Linked DNA regions of Mus musculus: region 2 is linked to region 1. The links are chromatin contacts, called in public ChIA-PET maps. All regions are on one chromosome and are shown on one strand. The core of a region is the stretch at or near the end of the contact, and the rest is flanking DNA. Distances in the headings are between cores, read along the strand shown. Region 1 overlaps Galnt10 (polypeptide N-acetylgalactosaminyltransferase 10). Region 2 has its middle 40 kb from the start of Gm33078.

Region 1 (2,758 bases), core at 102-2,601:
TGTACCCAATATACTATGTGTACACACCACATGCGCCAAACACTTACGGGCCACACACGCATACACCAGAGATGCACACACATGCCAAACACACACCAACACATATACATGTATACATACACTGCTCATGCACTACACACACATACACACAGACCAGACATGCACGCCTGCGCACACTCACAACACACAAGTTTGCACGCACCGGAAGCATTCCCACACATCCAGTTCGCTGTGCTGATGCTGTGGTCCCTTTCCGATCTCAGCTCGGGCATCTTTTCCTCTGAGGTGGGACTTCCCTGGCCCACAGCCCACTTATGGATCTTCTCCCTTTAAAGCTCCATGTCTTAGTTTATACAGTCTTAAACTCAGGTTGTTTGACGAGTCCCTCTTGCTGTTAACTATAAATCCGCAAGGACAGTAGCTGTGTCTGCTTCCCCACCGTTTTATCCCTCCTGTTTTACACAGTGCCTGCCCCGGGTCAGACCTTATGAGTGAGAAAAGCAATGAATAAAGTTGGGTGCTCTCCTGGACCAGAATTAAAATAAGGAAGCCTAGCTGAGCATAGTGTCAAGGGGTGGCATCGTGGGCTCATAATCTCAGCTCTCAGAGGGGGGTAGAAGGAAGATCAGGAGTTCAAGGTCATCCTTTGCTACATTACAATTTCAGGGCCAGTCTGAGCTACATGAGACCCCTGACTAGAAGAAATAACAGGTGTAAAGAATGTTATGGAGAAACGGGCAACTTTTGGGTGTGGGCTGTAGTTAGACAGCAGTGTTGTGATCACGTGGATGTCTTTATTCTTAGGAGACACCAATGAAAAATAATGTTATTTCAATTTTCAAACGGGTCAGAAAAAACAGTTGGAGACAGAGAAAGGTGGGAGGAGAAATGGGTGTGAGGGTGGTAGTCAGATTGCAGAGAAAGTGACAGAAGCTGTTTCCCCTGCCAGGGTCTTTTTCTTCAAGTTTAAAATTTATACTAGAGAATTGCATAACTCCGAGAGCAAGCAGGGTACAACAGCGTGCACCCATAGCAATCCCAGCCCTGCAAAGGCTCAGACAGGATTGCCACCGTGAGTTTAGCCTATCTTGTGAGAAGTCCTGGCTTCCATTCCAAGCACCACACAAACGGAACATGGTGGTACAGTCCTGCCCGGAGCTCAGGAGGTGGAGGCAGGAGGATCAGGAATTCATGGTCATCAGAAAACAAAAAGTAATAAAATATAAAATCCCACCGTGCGTAGAAGTGAGTGAATGAAAGAGAAAGGAGGAGCTGGGAGGAGGAAGAGAAGTCTTAAGTTCAGAGGCGGAGGCAGGAAACTGCGGAGACAGGCACCTGCCAGCAGGCACTGTGACCCTGGGTGGGTGTGGAGCCATCTCTTCCTGTGGAGGTATCTCTACATCAGGGAAGGTGCTGTGCTATGCTGTCAGGTTCCACCATGGGGTCCATCTGCCTACACCCCCCCTCCTTCTTGTGATGATTTTTTTGATTGTATGAAGCCAGGTGGTCTTAGATTTACAGTCTGATTTCCAACTTTGTAGATTGCTCTTTCTCTGTTAAAAGAAATAAATAAAACCCACTATTTTCCTGTTGCCCACCTGTTCTTGAACACACTGTATTTCCCTTTTTTGATTATTTATTGCTATCTAAAATTTACTCTCACACATGGAAGCTTAACCCACAAATATTTATTTGATCTGGGTCTGGGTGGGTCGAGGATTCTGGCTCTGCTGGAAGATTCTAGTTCTGGGTCCTAAGAAATTACAGTTAAGGGGATGGCTCAGTATGCCTACTTTAAATTGGGCGTGGCCATGGGTATTTGTAGTCCCAGCACGGGGAGGGTGGAGGCAAAAGAATTAGAAGCTCAGAGCCATTCCTGGTGACTAGTGGGTTTGAGGCTAGTGTGGGTTACATGAGACTCTGTGAAAACGAACAAATGAGGGCTGGTGAAGCCTGAGAGCCTGAGTTTGAGCTCTAGAAGCCATGGTGAGAGGAGAGAACCAACTCCCAAAAAGTTGTACTCTGATTGGTCTCTCTCTGGGAGGAGGAAGGGGGAGGGAGGGAGAGGGGAAGGAGGGAGGAGGAGGAGGAGGAGGAGGAAGAGGAGGAGGAGGAGGAGGAGGAGGAGGAGGAGGAGGAGGAGGAGAAGGAGGAGGAGGATAAATGGGGGACCAGGGAAGTGACTTAGTGGTTAAAGCCCTGTCCTGCAGGTATGAAGACTACAGTGTTGATTCCAAGAATCTGTCTAAATGTTGGGTGGGCATGGCAGCCAAACTGTTATTCCAGATTCTGAAGGCAGAGTCATGGGATCCCAGAGCAAACTGCTCCTGAGACTAGCCATATTGATGAACTCTGGGTTTGATTGAGAAACCCTGCCTCAATGCTTAAGGTAGAGATGTTTCCTGACGTCGACCTGAAGCTTTCATATACACATGTACACACACACACTCACATGTGCACATGTACACTCACATGTGGATACCCCCACACATGTAGAGTGTGCAAGCATGAAATGAAAAGTAAGGTTTTTTTTTTTTAAAGATGGCGGTCATGTTGCAGGCTTCTGGAGTATCCCTTGCATTAGGCAGTCTGCTCCCAGAGGACGTGGTGTAGGAGCAAAGCCTTAGTTGCTCAAAATATGGACCTGTCCACAAGAGGCTTCGGTGACCTCACACTGTGGCAACTAGCTTCCCCTAGACCAAGTGACTCAGGAGGGCAAGGTGAGACCACAGATCCTCTGGTGATGTAGCTCAGTTGG
Region 2 (2,700 bases), core at 147-2,646, 290 kb after region 1:
AAGCCATGGGTGAGCAAGCCGGTAAGCAGCATTTCTCCATGACTTCTGCATCAGCTCCTGCCTCCAGGTTCCTGTCCTGAGTTCCTGCCCTGGCTTCCCTCAGTGGTAAAGAGTGACCTAAGAGTTGGAAGCTGAAATAAATCTTTCCTCCTTAAGTTGTGGTTTTATCACAGCATCAGAAGCCTAACTAAGGGGTGGGAGCTAAGAAGAGAGTATAAATACATAGTGCTGGAGTGTAAGTGTGAGAGAAGAGTCAGAAGTGGGCAGTGGTGGCACATGACTTTTATCCTAGCACTCAGGAAGCAGAGGCAGAAGGATCGCTTTATCCCTATAAGTTCTAGACTGGTCTGGTCTACGTAGCGGGCTGGAGGACAGCCAGGACTAGATAGAGTTCAGTTCTCTAAGCAGGGCAGCTCACAACCTGTAACCCCAAGGGATCTGACAGTCTCTTCTGGCCTCCTCAGTATGTGGCAGACACACACACACACACACACACACACACACACTCAGAGAGACAGACAGAGACAGACAGAGACAGAGAGACAGAGAGAGAGAGACAGAGTTAGAGAGAGAGAGTTAGAGTTAGTTCTGGGACAATTAGGGCTGCCAAGTGAGACCCTGTCTCAATGAAACAAAAACAGCCAGGCAGTGGTGGCACACACCTTTAATCCCAGCACTTGGGAGGCAGAGGCAGGTGTATTTCTGAGTTCGAGGCCAGCCTGGTCTACAGAGTGAGTTCCAGGACAGTCACCAGGACTACACAGAGAAACCCTGTCTCAAAAAAAAAAAAAACCCAAAAAGCAAAAACAAAAAACCAAAAGGCCATCTTGGCAAGCCTTGAAATATGTGCTTTATCATATATGACCAGTAGGTGGCGGCAAAGACAAGCAGATGAGCCAGCCTTTTTGACACCTAAATTTGTTTTTGCTTAGGTGAAAATTTATTCTTGCATTGTTTCCCTAAGCATTTATGCGACTAAACGTTAGGAAGCAGACAAGTGACAATAAACAATTATGTGTGTTCTCATCTCCTCTCTCCAAGTGTCATTGCTAGTTTATAAAGGAGGACACCAAGACTAGAAGTTGTCACTGCCTAAAGTCACAGCTTTAAAGTGTAATAGATGAGTTAAACATTTGGTGTGACCGGACAGAGTCTCCCAGTGTGGCCCATACTGGCCTCTAACCTGTGGCAAGCCTCCTACCTTTCCTGTGCTGGGTTTACAGCCTTGCTTCAACGCACCCCACAGAAATCTTGTGTTTGGCTTTCGCTCCTGGCTGGAGGAGAAAGCTGAGCAAGCGACAGGTTAAGTCAGGGGAGCAGGCTTCAGACTCCCTAGACTGCAACTTCTGTGGAGTGCACGGTGTGAAGCCTGTGGCAAGACATGATGTGAACTTCCTGCCACGAAGCAAGGCAGAGAGAAACCACTCGCCATTGGGGACTCCGGCTGTGTCATCTCCAGAACCAAGACTCCGACTTTAAAAGCTATCTTTGAAAGGTGTAAGAAAAGGAAGTGTAAAAAGAGGAAATAAAAAATGAAATTGAGATGGAAGTAGGGTAGGGGCGTGGCAGTGAAACAGGCCAGTAATGGCAATTCTCTGGAGGGAGTGTGTACGAATGTGGAGTTCAGCGTCACTCTTGGTAAAATGGGGAAGGGTCAGCAGCTTGAGATACACGAGACCCGTATAGAGACGTGCGGAAGGGGCCAGAGAAATAGCTCCGAGGCTACAAGAGGACCCTGGGAAAGCATAAGAAGGTGAATTCAGTTCCTGGCACCCACAGGGCTGCTCACTACCAACCGTATCTCCAGTTCCAGGGCACCGGGCACAGTCACAGTGCACATGCATACACGCAGATAAACAGCCATGCACATAAAAGACTACATAAATCTTAACAAAAATTTTAAAAGGTAGGCAATAAGAAAAAGCAACTTGCAGGGTAGGTGGCGCACACCTTTAAACTAAGCACTTGGGAGGCAGAAGCAGGCAGATTTCTGAGTTCAGGGCCAGCCTGGTCTACAGAGTGAGTTCCAGGACAGCCAGGGCTACACAGAGAAACCCTGTCTCAATAAAAAAAGAAGAAAAAAAATCTGAAAAGAAAATGGTAAGTAAGATCATTGAGATTAAAGAAGAGAATAAACAAGGGCTAGGACTGCAAGCATGAGCGGCTTCCACCTGGCTGGAGCTGTCAATCAAATGAAGCTTGGCTGCACCTCTGCAAGTGAGCACTCAAAGCCAAGCAGAGAAAGGAGGACTCGTGCTGCCCTGCCTCCTGTTGGGGTATACATGCTGAGCAGGTCTCCATGTTGGAGGTCCTGGTGTGCAGGCCCCATGACCACAGCCAGAGCAGATGCCCTCCCCCCAAGTTGCTTTAGGCTTTCACCAACGTGTGAGAAGTATAGATGTTTTGAGAAAAAGCTGGTAGGGGAGGATAGGTGGAGCCCAACAGGAGAGCGTGTGAAGTCTCCTTGTACAAGAGTGGGGGATTTCCAGACCAGAAGCTATTCCTAGAAATGAGGCCACCACACACCTGACACTGAGTGATGTCAGAGCTCCCAGCGGCACCCACTCAGGCATGAGCTATGCTTTCCCATTCTACAGATAAGGAAACTGGAGACCAGAGAGGTAATTACCAATGTGTAGGAAGTGGCAGATGGGTGTGGTGGCTCAAGCCTGTCACACCAGCACTTGGAGGATGGAGCCT

The links. ChIA-PET counts read pairs in DNA pulled down with a chosen protein or histone mark.
Region 2: a contact with region 1 is called in an RNA polymerase II ChIA-PET map of memory CD8 T cells, with 73 read pairs. The contact joins two enhancer-like sites. A contact is called at or near these places in 1 of 39 promoter capture datasets (liver), 1 of 484 Hi-C or Micro-C datasets (memory CD8 T cells) and 3 of 115 datasets of contacts at active chromatin or transcription factors (bone marrow-derived macrophages, effector CD8 T cells and memory CD8 T cells).

What each region holds. Positions count from the first base shown.
Region 1 is chr11:57,663,595-57,666,352 of GRCm38.p6, forward strand. The region is part of intron 1 of Galnt10 (polypeptide N-acetylgalactosaminyltransferase 10); the gene reads left to right. Among named protein-coding and RNA genes, the nearest start is that of Gm51896, 6.1 kb to the right of the region's middle. Within about 2 kb of position 1,352, at least 23 of the 459 cell types and tissues checked have an H3K27ac peak or open chromatin away from gene starts, as enhancers often do. A contact at or near this core is called in effector CD8 T cells and memory CD8 T cells, where this site is marked.
Region 2 is chr11:57,950,320-57,953,019 of GRCm38.p6, forward strand. No RefSeq gene overlaps it. Among named protein-coding and RNA genes, the nearest start is that of Gm33078, 40 kb to the left of the region's middle. Within about 2 kb of position 1,397, at least 106 of the 459 cell types and tissues checked have an H3K27ac peak or open chromatin away from gene starts, as enhancers often do. A contact at or near this core is called in effector CD8 T cells and memory CD8 T cells, where this site is marked.